Regions from separate parts of the Sus scrofa genome. Here all the other regions are linked to region 1. A link is a contact called in public HiChIP or PLAC-seq data. All regions are on one chromosome and are shown on one strand. The core of a region is the stretch at or near the end of the contact, and the rest is flanking DNA. Distances in the headings are between cores, read along the strand shown. Region 1 overlaps LOC110262151 (a long non-coding RNA gene). Region 2 overlaps MAML3 (mastermind-like protein 3). Region 3 overlaps MAML3 (mastermind-like protein 3).

What was found. HiChIP or PLAC-seq counts read pairs in DNA pulled down with a chosen protein or histone mark.
Region 2: an H3K27ac HiChIP or PLAC-seq map of skeletal muscle shows a contact between it and region 1. The contact joins two enhancer-like sites. A contact is called at or near these places in 5 of 47 Hi-C or Micro-C datasets (embryonic fibroblasts, epiblast stem cells, mesenchymal stem cells and 1 more) and 1 of 2 datasets of contacts at active chromatin or transcription factors (skeletal muscle).
Region 3: a contact with region 1 is called in an H3K27ac HiChIP or PLAC-seq map of skeletal muscle, with 4 times the contacts expected there. The contact joins two enhancer-like sites. A contact is called at or near these places in 2 of 47 Hi-C or Micro-C datasets (embryonic fibroblasts and epiblast stem cells) and 1 of 2 datasets of contacts at active chromatin or transcription factors (skeletal muscle).

Annotation. Positions count from the first base shown.
Region 1 is chr8:86,798,465-86,802,465 of Sscrofa11.1, forward strand. All of the region lies in intron 3 of LOC110262151 (a long non-coding RNA gene), which reads left to right. Among named protein-coding and RNA genes, the nearest start is that of MAML3, 79 kb to the right of the region's middle. Within about 2 kb of position 1,902, at least 34 of the 83 cell types and tissues checked have an H3K27ac peak or open chromatin away from gene starts, as enhancers often do. A contact at or near this core is called in epiblast stem cells and skeletal muscle, where this site is marked.
Region 2 is chr8:86,979,638-86,983,638 of Sscrofa11.1, forward strand. All of the region lies in intron 1 of MAML3 (mastermind-like protein 3), which reads left to right. Among named protein-coding and RNA genes, the nearest start is that of MAML3, 100 kb to the left of the region's middle. Within about 2 kb of position 2,269, at least 63 of the 83 cell types and tissues checked have an H3K27ac peak or open chromatin away from gene starts, as enhancers often do. A contact at or near this core is called in epiblast stem cells and skeletal muscle, where this site is marked.
Region 3 is chr8:86,935,591-86,939,591 of Sscrofa11.1, forward strand. The region is part of intron 1 of MAML3 (mastermind-like protein 3); the gene reads left to right. Among named protein-coding and RNA genes, the nearest start is that of MAML3, 58 kb to the left of the region's middle. Within about 2 kb of position 2,216, at least 47 of the 83 cell types and tissues checked have an H3K27ac peak or open chromatin away from gene starts, as enhancers often do. A contact at or near this core is called in skeletal muscle, where this site is marked.

The sequences.
Region 1 (4,001 bases), core at 652-3,151:
TAAAGTACCAAAACTCAGCAGAAAGGTTTAAGAATTGCTTACAATCCAAGTGTGTTTTCTCCTTCTCTCTGCTTTTTAGAAGACAGTTTAAAGAGAGTTAGGGAATGTTCTGGCCTTTTGTTTTGAAACCTCCTAGGCTTGTTGTCTCTTTGTCTGCAGATTGTGAGATTAGTCTCTTTGCTTTAAACAGACCGAGCAACCTTTAAGATAAGCAGGCTTCCATGATGGGTTGACTTATTTTGGATGTGCAAAGGTGTTTACTGAGCTTCTCATGTACGACTTGAAAACTCTGCTGTCTCAGTGTGACACAGCTAAGAGTTGAAAGGGAAGCGCTGTCTGCTGTAGCGTGTTTTGGAAGGCGGCAGAAGAAAAATGTCTGTTCTAGAGCATGATCAGCTAGCGGCATCTCCCCAAGGACTGTTCATGAACCTAAGAGGAAGTCTTATTCAAGTGCCCAAGGGCAAACCACCTTGTCAAGGGACCACTGAGAACAGGTTCCATATAAGATAAGAGCCAGGTTGGCACTGGGGGTGGGCATGGGTGCTCAAGCTCTGTATCCCAGGAAAAGCATTTTCAGCAAAGTTGTGGATAATTGCATAGGTTTTACATATTAACCTATCACAGCAAAATAGCAAAAATCAATGGATTAAAATGACGTTCACTTGCCCCACCCCCCAACCCCCTGCTTCTCTGTACCCTGTACAGAGGGCAGTGGGTAAAAAGGGAATAAAAAGGCTGCCACCATCAAGGAAGCTTCTGCCCACCCCACCCCCATCCTGAGTTATCACCCATTTTGTGCACACAGCTCTCTGTGTGAGGGTTTCTCCAGCCAGAACGGAGGCCACCACGAGGGCAAGCCAGTCAAGACATCAAACAGCAGGTCATAATAGAAACCAGGGCTCCGGATGCCAGGGTCCTGGCTCCATCTCTAATAATTTGTGTGCCTTTGGACAAGGCATTCTTCCTCTTTCATGTGTAAAACAAGGGGGCTGGACTAAGAGTTCTCCAAGGCTCCTAAACAGTTCCTGAAAATTAAGATCCTTTTCGTAAGGAATGTGTAGGGAGGTTGTGAAAGGAAGCATAATTATCTCTGTTAGCTGTAAAAGAACACAGTTTGGAGGTGGTGTGAAAATAATCCACAAGGAATCCTTACGATGGGATGGGAAACTACACAGAAACGTAGAATTGTGTGTGCATAACGTGAGCAGAGGTATATGAGGCAATATAAAACCGGGCTCATGTAAGAAAGACCACAGCTTAAAGCAGAAAAAGTCAGGCTTTTGAACCGAAGCTGCGCCCTATCCTTTTTACAATCTCTCCCCATGATAATGTAGCACCTTGTGCACGCAATTAAATGTCAGCCACAGAAAACATTTCCCTTGGCTTTGTTGTTCCAGAACGGGATTCTTTTGTCTTCAATATAATGGATATGCAGAAACAATGATAGAACAGAGATTTTTTTCTAAAGCGATGACAAACACACTGCTGCTTCCTCCCTCCTTTCTCCGTATCCCCACCCCCCAAAATAAATCATTGTTTAAAAAAAATTCCCATTGTCTATTGTCCACGGAGATCAAGATCTGCCTAGGAACAGCGCTGGCGGGCTCGCAGCAGCCGTGAGCAGCCGGTAGGTGGCGCACGAAGGCAGCGCAGGCGGGGGCGCTGCACAGATCCCGGTGGGAGGGGTCTCGCCGCCCCCACGCCCGCCCGCCGCCGTCTTCCACCCGCTCCTAGCGTGCTAATTGCTGGATACTCTACTGGGACTTCGGTTAGGGGAAAAGAAAGCGGGAATGGGAGGCGGGGAATCTGGTTCCGAATACACAAAAGCCTCCAGGTCCCAGGGGCCCAGGAGCAGGGCGCTCCCTCCATCGCCCACCATCCCTCTGCTCTGCTCCGCCAGGGCTGCGGCCAAAGGAGCAGACAGACGCTGGAGGGTGGGGATAGTGATCTCGGTGCAGAGCCCCACTCCCCGGTGCCTGGCGCCTGCCTAAGCCTGGATGTCTTCCTCCTCAGCTCGCTCATCCCAGGCATCAGAGCCCAAGCCTACCCCAAACGCTGTCCAGCCAGGCGTGGGGCTGCGTTCTGACTGAGGTAATGCCAACGCCAGGGACAAGCCCTGGGGCGGGCCAGGTCCCCAAGCAGCAAGATCTGGTGAGCTTCAAAGCAGGAAGATCCCATGTGTCTGCCTGGGCCTGTCTGGTGCCATCAGCAAGCCTCCTTGCAGGAGTCGGGCAGATCCTACCCCTTACGTTCACCGGCTAGCCATGTCAGGTGACAGTGAAAGGGCCACGCGGTCCTCCGACCCCCAACCTCTGTCCAGTAGAACGTGGTGTTAAGGTTTTTGATGGCTCTAAAATCAGAAGCCTGGGTTGAAACGTGAGCATTGACACCTGGGGTTTTGTGACCTTGGGGATGTTCCCCAAGCTTCCATCTCCCAGGCTATACAAATCGGCAGTAATACTTTTAGGAATGTAGCGAGGATTTTTTAAAAGTGGTACTTAACTTAGTAGGAGACCAGGCTGGAGTAACTGTTGTTATTAACAACCTGACTCCTTGGAGAGGCAGGGGAAAGGGATGCAGTTTGCTGCCCTTGAGACAGATCTCGCATCACTGTTGCCTAGACTGAGAAGGGGGCCAAGAGGAGAGCCCAGAACATCCTCAGACTGGTCACTCCCAACAGAAGATCCCAGCCATCCTTCTGCAGCCCGCGGCCACCATCCCTCTTCCGGCCCCTGAGGCTGGGCTGGGCTGTGTTAGGCCCTTCTCCTCTCCTTCCTCTCCCTTGCATATACATGTTTTCCCCTCTCCATTGGAAAGTTCTGAGACAGTGTATAAACATGGGCTTTGGAGTCAGACGCGCCCAGGTTGGAATTCTGACTCCCCATGTGCTAGCTGGGAAGTTTGGGGATATGCTATTTCATTTCCCTGGGCTGCAGTTTGCTGCTCTATAAAATGGTGGTCATGAGACCTATCTAAACCTTCCTATAAAGATGAAAGGAGCTAATGTATATAAACAGCCCAGCATGTAATAGCTGTTCAGTAAATTTTTAAGTTTACCATTGGAATTGGGTTAGATTATTTTGCAGAACATAATGAATGATCACTGGAACTTATAGAGATACCCAACAAGTTGAACCCACAAATGACTAATAATTAGCTCTTCTACTCCCTAGTCAGCAAACTTTATTTCCCTCCCAGAAAAGAGCAGAAATCAATCCAGTGAGGGCACATTCTCCCCAGAGCCACACAGGTATAACTAAGGCGCTTAACTAGGCTTATTAATGCTTTGGGGCTACCAGCTGCCCATTTTAGAGCAATACTCCATCTGGAAGGTTCTCTAGGGGTGGGCCTTGCTTTAAAGTTGCATTCGAAGCCATGGTGTGTACCTGGATGGTCAGTGACTCGCAGTATTTGTCGCATGTGTGGTGCTACCCCAAGCAGAGGTGTGGTAGGCAGGGCATGACACTGAGCCACTCCTACCTGAGGCAGGCAGGTCAGGAACTGTTGATGCTTCTCTAAAAGGACACTTGGGCATTTCAATGTGCATCAGATTTGTGTAACTTTTGGGAGAAGCTCAGGTATTGGGAAGACCTTCCCAGGAGCACAGTAGGCAGCCTTGGTAGCCAACCTCCACGGTGGCCCCCCAGGACTCTTGCCTCCTGATATTCATGCCCTAGTGTCGTCCCCTCCCTGTTAAGCAGGGCTGGCCTGTGCAACCAAGGGTATATTGCAAAATCAGTGTGTGACCTACAAGACCGGCACATAGAAGACATTGTGACTTTCATTTTGCTCTCTCCTGTATCACTTACTGTGGGGAAGCTGGCCACCAATGCCAAGAGAGCACTTAAGTGGCTATTCAGAGTGGTCTGTGCATCAAGGAGCTGAGACCTTCTGCCATCAGCTGGCACCAGCCTCCCAGCCCTGTGAGCAAATCCTCTTGGATGAACTGGGTTCCCTGGCCCCAATCAAGCCTTCAGATGACTGTAGTCCTGGCCGATATC
Region 2 (4,001 bases), core at 1,019-3,518, 180 kb after region 1:
ACCATGGGAGTCAGAGAATTGCCAGGTACCCATGGCCCATGGGCTAGACATCAAGAACCTGCTTCTGACTTCAGCTTGAAAATGGTTCCCTCTGTGACACTGGGTAATCTGCAAGACTCCTGTTTCCCAGATGGGAAATGAAATGTCACAACCTAGCATCTAGTTGGACATAAAAAGTTTGGAAGTTTGGGAATAAAAAGCAGAATATTTGCACAGCACTTTGAGCATCTTTAAAGATGAGCGACATTTGAATTTTCAGCATTACTGGTGTTCTGTTCGGTGTGTACCTATCTTGGTGAAGACACCTTAGACTTTTTTTTTTTTCCCCCAAAAAAATGAATCAAGCTGTATCACCTGACCCCTGACATTACTTTTACAATCATTTTGGCACCTTTAATATAGTTTTAAATATAGTGCCTATTTTGGGAGAAATCATGGCTTCTGTTAGTGACATTGTTTCTTGTCCTTACTGGAAAAAAAATCATAAGGCTGATAGATATTTTTGTCATTAACATATAGGCATTTTTGCTTGCTTTCAGAAGGCTATAACTTTAACGTTTATAATTAAATGGACTTTTTTCCTCAATGCAAGGGAATTTCTGGGATCTGACTATACACATAGAGTAAAAGAAATGTGAATTGATTAACATGCTATTATATAAACTATGGGAGTGGAGTTTCAAAGACCTTTATTGTACTAATCCTTCACTGTCATATATTTCTCTATAGAGTAAAATTCCGTGGATGCTGGATAAAAGTTTCATTTTGCCCAAGATATTTAACCAGGTATCAAAGAGGATAGTTAATAAAAGTGATCTGACCTTCATCGTGATTCTGAAGGAGGCTCTTGTCCAATTATGTTCTCTCTCCCTCTTGTGTACAGTCACTGCTAGTGAGTCAGTTTCTACACGGGAGCATTTGTACCTCAGGGGAGAGGGCCCCTGACCCATGAGGAGGTCCTGCGGCCAGCTGCCCAGAGTAGAAAAATGTGTATTCAGTGGAACCCCTATCAGTGGAGCAAATGTTGAGAACCTGGTAGGTGGTACCACGTTGTACAACTGCACCCCGAGCAGTAGGTGTCACTGTAGTCAGTGGCTTCTGACTGCTCAGAGCTGAAGGGGTTAATTGGGTCTGGTTTATTTGGGCAGATAAAGGTCCATCTGTGCCCTCCCGGCTGCTTGTCTTTGTCGCTAGGGCCCCAGTTGACACCAATGAAAGCTCCAGTCCATGTTGAAAGGCACCATTTTTCTCTCCAAGAAGGGAAGCAAGATACCTTCCCATCTATATTTTAGAGTCAGGGGCTAGGCTGTTTGATGTGATGCGGTGGGTTGAGTTGAGGGGGATAAACAGAAGTGACAGACTCCTTCTCAAGTCTGGTGGGGGACCTGGGATGGAGGGGAAGGGAAAATTCTATTAAGAGAAATGAAAGAATATGGACTCGCGGAATACATTTCCTTGTTGTTATTGGCCCTGAGCCCTGTTACATTGAGGCGGTGTGAGCTTTCAGAACTTCTATCAGCATCCTTCTCAGAAATTTCCCTTTTACCACAAAGGAAGCAAAGAGAGAGAGAGAAAAAAAAAAATCTCTCTCCAGCAGAGATGTACTTCTTTTTTGGCGCTTTCCACCCCAGAAAGTTAATTCTCAAATGCTAAAATGGAATTTAGGATTTAGAAACAGCTACTCTGTGGACTAATTAAAAAAAACAAACAAACCCAACAACAAAAAAATCCACCCAAAACCCTGGGATTACATAGCCAATTGCTTTTTCAAGTACACCCAATTTTACTTTTTCTTTTCTAGTAGCACCCTGGTGTGAAAACAAAATAAAACCGAGTAAGCCTGCTGTACAGTTTTAGATTCATCTTATCTCTTATTATAATTATTTTTCTTTTGCCTAGAGAACCGATCTCTCTCCCAACGCACCACACGTGCAGCACAGAGCAGTTTGTCCTTTAAAAAAAAATACAGGAAGGCTTTCTGTATATGATTTATACAGGTACTCATTAAAAATAACTCCTGTCCAGTCTCTGCTCTTCCCCATAGCCTGCCGGTTGGTTGTGCTTAACTCCCCGATTAAGCCTTGCTCTTAATGCTACAGTGTGTTAAGCTCAGACTGCTCTCTTTCTCTCTCTCTCTCTCCCCTTCCGTCTCCCCTCCGAGTGAGTGGCTCGTTTTAAACCATCCGCACGCTCCCTGAGCCTGGTGGCGTCGCTTCCTGCCTCCCTGGCTCGCTGTTGCTAAGTGAGAGGCAGCAGATCACCCGTAAAGCTGAACCAATAGCATCCTGACCCCCATAGGCTGGTAAAAGCCGAAGAAAAGAGACTCCCACCGCGTTGTCTGTGGCCGGCGGGTCCTCCTCCCCCTCCCTCTCCCCTCCCACCTTTTCTTTTCCAACAGGAAGGGGAGGCGGTGAGGGAGCCAGGAGGAGGAAGAGGGAAGAAAGAGGGTGGGGGAGGTGAATCCTAATCTGCCTGGCTGTACTTGAGATAAATGCCATTTTTTCTTTGTGGAGAAAGGGAATGGGCGCTTCTCTTCAGCAATCACAGACCGGCAGATGCGCTGCTTTCTGCCCCCAAACTGCCGGCTGTTGTCAAAGCTCAAACTCGGAATGAGACGTTTGTCGACCTGCAGACAGACCTGCATATCTGCTCTGCTTCCTTCTCCCTCTCTCTCTCTCTCTCTCCACGCCCCCCCACCTCTCTCCACAGCTGTGACTCTTTTAATCCCTATAGTCGTGCAGATCTTGGCACCCTCTGTTCATTCTTCCTCTTCACCTCTCCCTTTCTTCTGTCTGGCAGTACTCTGGTCCAGAAATGCCTTTCCTTGAATGTACAAATGGGCAAAGGGTATTTTGTATCTTGTCCTGTGGAAGGAGTCATCTGATCATCCTGGGGAATGAGTGAGAGCGGAGGAATATTTATAAAGGCAATTAAAAAAAAATTCCCCATTAAGAATGTCATTGTCTTTGGTAAGGTCTATGCAAGCACAGGATGAGATGAAAGGCTGTTCCTATCTGGATAACTGCCAGTGTAGACAGCCAGTGGTAGAGTTGCGATTATACAGAGGAAGTGACCTTTCTCCTATAATTACTTGGGTATTTTGGGCAACAGCAGACTCAAGTTACCTGAGTAATTACGGCTTTGTAGATCTGACCTTCCAACAAGACAGATTCTAGGTAAGTTTTCCAGGGAGAATGTTTGCTATCTTTGGTGATAAAAGGAGCGAAGGCATCCAGTATTTTTGCAACCAGATGAAGTCCAGTTACCAGGAGGCTTTCTTCGGTTCATTGCCCAATCGATTCCCAGTAAAGGTCCTTTACTGGACATTTTGGAGATGGCTTATTGTTTGGTGGCTCCTGTGCCTTTGGAAAAAATAACTCGTGTTTCTCAGTCAAGGGTGTTGTGGTTTCCTGTAACCTATTCCTGGATTTGCTTGTGTTGTGGTAGGATATCAAACGCACGATACTCATGGTTAAACTGTCCATTTCCCTCAAGAAATTTTCCTTTCATACTTGAAATCCTATCATACTGCTGGACCAGAAATCCCGTCCACTTACTCAGTATCACACAGAAAAGTGATCGTTATTTTCCCACTCCACCTACTTTCTCTAGCCTTTATACCAACTTCTGTCTGTCTTTTCTTTTTTTTTTTGAACCCAAACTAAAATATTTTCATAAAGGGGAAGCGTGGGGGGATCAGATTAACCAAAAGGGAATTACCAGGGAAAAACCTTCACAAGCGCTCAGCAACTAGAATGTTTTTGTTTTAAGAGTTTATCTTTTTCTTAATACCATGACGTAAATGACAGTCAATACAGGTCTAAGCTAAAGCATTTAAAGCCAAAATTTGTAGATGATCTCTAGACATCATCTCACTCACTTTCAGTCCCTTCCAGGTTAGGTCGGAGCTATTTGCTGGTTGCCCAGTGCTCAGAATTGAGTGATACCTTCATCTTCTGCTGTGCCCATTTTTGAAACGGAGAGCCGATGACAAAATAAAG
Region 3 (4,001 bases), core at 966-3,465, 140 kb after region 1:
AGAAGCAGATCAGTCGCCAGACAAAACATGCTACGTAGACACACTCCTTGGTGTCTCGGAGTCTGTCTTCTTTAAATAGATAACATGAAAATGGAGCTAATTCAGGCTAAGGTATTGATCGTCCTGCAGTAACAGATGGCCTTAACCAGTCATCTGAAAGCACAAGTGCAATATCCCAGTTGCTGAGAACCTGCTGTGTGTGCGTAACAGGTGTCCGCTGTGTGAACTGGGTGCTGAGACCACACTCAGAAAGAGTACACAGCCCCCCGGCCCCCAGGTTGCCCCTAAGGAGCTGGATACAGTGACAGAAGTGTGTGTGAACATGATAGGGGCACAGAAGTGTGGTATTTGGCCTACTCAGGTGGTAAAGAAGTTAAAGACAGGTGTGGCCTGGGCAAAGTCATAGTCCTTAGCTGAGTGAAGGGGGGAGGGGCTGCTCTCAGGTGAGTGTGAACTAGGGGTGCAAGTGGGAAGCACCCTGGGGGAGGGGCAGGTGCCCAGTGCAGGGAGTCACTGACTCCAGTGGTGGCAGAGAGAAGCATGGCTCTGAATGTCATGCCCAGGGGCTTGGAGGGCAGAGCGGAAGGGCACTGGGCAATGGAGTTAGGTATCAGCCTTTGCTGGGTGAGGGGGGGATGGTTATGAGCAGGATGGTTATGAGCAGGATGGGTTTGGGCTGTGGTTTCATCTCCGGCTTCTGGAGTTGGATTTGAAATGTGTGTGAAATAAAGTTCAAAAAGCTCGCTGACAGGTGTAGGAGGCAAGGGTGCAGTAATGCTTGAGCCTGGCCCCGGGTGCGGGCACTGTCACCATGGAAGGGTCACGTTAGAGAGGAAGGTGATGGAGTCAGCTTGAGATGTGCAGGTCTGGCCTGTTTGTGGAGATGGTCCAGGCTGAGCTCACAGTGAGATCTTGGAAAATCTGGGCTTGGAGTTTCATGGATGTGCTCTGTGAAAGTTGGAGAAAGCAGGTGGCCTTGGTGGGAATAGATACAATTCTTCTCACTCAATCAAGTTAAATCTGACAAAAAGAGAAGAAATGTATGCTCCCTCCGACTTCGGGGACGCAGATTCTCTGCATGAAAAGGAGGGGCTCCTGGCTGAGCTCCACTTTCCTCTTCTGGGGCAGAAGCCCAAGCAAGGCAGCTCCTCTGCAGACATGGACTCAGGTCTGCCCTGCTGATTGGCCTGGGTTTTGTCCTGGATGATCAGTAGCAGGCTTCCAAACCTGCACTGGGGCTGCCACTGGCCAGGGGAAGGGCAGGTGACAAAAGAAAAAGATGTATTGCACATTTCCTAACCCAGAAAGAAGCTACGGATCAGCTGAGAAACACACGGAGAGAGACAAAGACAGAGGAAAGAGGAAAGGAGGGGTAAGATATCTGAGTAGTCGGTTCAGCTTGAAACAGCATTTGAAAAAACACGAAGAGCTGAAAAGAAGAGAAAGTTACTTCTGTGCCTGGTCCTTAATTAGGAAGTTCACACTTTAGCCATGGGCTATCTTAGGAACCACACTCTCCATCTTTTGAGGCACCCTCTCTCTCTCTCATCATATTTGGGGCAGGGCGATGACTATAAAAGAGCAAGAAAGGAGCAAACTGGTTCCACGTTTAAAGCTTTCTTAATTAGAAGAGCCGAGAGAAGATGAGTGAGGGCCATCGGAGTCGCGACTCTGTGGATGGCCCCAGTCAGCACTGGGGGCCCTTGGTTAGCTTTATTGGACGTGTGCTTTTTCTTTGTTTTGTATCGAACAGATTCCCTTCTCTGATGTTCAGTGGGGAACACCGTTGCCTGAGGATGGCAATTAGCTAGAGCTAGGCCATCTCGTCTTTGCACAGCCCAAGATGAGGTATATAATTACTCTGGCACCTCAGCAGCCTTTCCAGCCCCTCTCTACACACACACACACACACACACACACACACACACACACACGCACACGCACACACACAGTAGCAGGATGACAGGGCCATCCTCTTGCGCCCCGCCCCCTCTCCTGCACCCCCTCCCCCTCCCCAGTTCCTCCTCACCTGGCTGAAATCCTGGGGTGCACGGACCTTGCCTGCAAATAGAACACACGGTGCCTGTTACGTCATCAGGTTCGGCGCAGCTCATTGGCCGAGAAGTTGAGAGTCTTATTTTAGACCCAGAGACTGGGCGGTGTGGATCCAGCTAGAACAGGTCTCTTCCAGCCCCAGCTGCCGGCCCTCCTCCTGCGGTTGCTGGGGCTTCAGAGGATGGAATGTCAGAGCGAGCTTGCTGCTAACTGCAGGGTGAGCAGGACAACCTCGCTGCTATTAAGCTGGGAAAACGAAGATGGGCAACCCAGAGGTGGCTGACCACCCAGCTAGCTGATATTCTGCCCTCCACACTGATATATGCTGCCTTCTTAGTTGCTGCCAACCGTACAGGAGCCAGTTATAAGAGACTCGGTCTGTTCCTCAGCCTCTCCTCCTTTCCCATTTGCTTCCCGTAGTTGAGGTTTAAAACGCCTGCTTTGATATTCCGAGTAGATCAAGTGCATTCCAAAGGATAGCTCAAGCTAGATTAATACACTTCAACTAAGATGCTTCCTCTGCAAACCGGAGGTTTAAACCTTCTGGGATAAAAGCCTTAATGCGGTGAACAGGGGTATAGATCGGATCCAGGAAGGCAGAGGAAACAAAATATTTGAAAAGACTTCACTTCTTCGTTTAGAACCCGCTGAGCAACCAGAGAGGGCATCTTTTCAGAAACTGAAAATCTGGACACATCATCTGGCAAAGGTTTTTTTTTTTTTCTGATTTAAGTATAAAAATTCACATCTGGTTATGCCTTTCAGGAATTTTTTTTTTAATGAAAATTTGTGACAGAGTACAAATCTACCATAAACTTATGACAGTAGGCAACCAATAGAATGTTTCAGCTCAGAATCGCCTAGGAAATTCACAAGTTCCCTACACTGTAGGGCCAGGTTATAGATGGATAACCAACCTCCCCAGTGTGGAAATCTGAGTGCAAATAAGAGCAATGAGGACTGAATTAAGATCTTGCTGTCTTCACACTTGGCGACTGTGCCCGCCTTGATTTCACAATAATACATCAACATCGTCTCTGGTACATCCGGCTTGTCTCTCATCTGCTGTCAGCTCAGCAGCTAAAATGTCTAGTGCTTTAATATCACGATCATTATTGTGTTGGGGCCTTCAGGGTCAGGCATCCCTCTTTCCGGTGGCCTCAGTGTAGACCAGGACAAAACCTGAGTTTGTTGGGGGAGCCTTGGGTCCCCCTGGCATGGTTTTGTGGGCCTCTCTTCCGAGTACGCCTGCAGCTCCCACCCAGCAGCCCTGGGAAGCCAGCGTCCCCTCCCGCGTTTCCTGTGCCCCGCAGCCTGGGCCGGACCCCCTGACGACACCCATTGAAACGCAAATGACAGCAGTAATTGGCTGAGAGATAAACCGGGACAAGTGAGTGAGCAGTGCGGCGGGGAGTTAAGTGGCGAAGTGACAATTACCGCACTGCAGCCTCCGGGATCACGAGCTGCCGGCCGTTTGTTCTCAGTTTTAAAGGAGCAATAACACATTAATTGCAGGAGGGCTTCGCGGTTAACGTGCCTCACCCGGTTTCTCCTCCGATTCTACTTTGGGGAGGGGGAGTAGGTGGCCTGGAGAAGAACGGCTGTGTTGATTGCTTCTCCCCAACCCCAGCTCCCTCCCCATCCAGTCGGGTTAGAATTTTGGAATTTATGTCCTTGATTTCCATAGGCTGAGAGTCGGTTAAGTTGGAAGATTTTATAAAAGCTCCCTAGCAGGAGCTACAGGTTCCCTCTTGGTCACAAGATTCTAGTGTCTACACCAGGGAAAAAAGCAGGGCCTTAAAATAAGTCCAAGTTGCCATCTTTCCCTCCAGGTCCATTAACCCTCCCTCCCCTTTTTAAGTTTTATAGCAAAAAACGATCTGTTAGCCAGATATATCTATCAACAACAGAGAAGATCCCTGCCCTTTTTAGAGCTTATAGTCTGG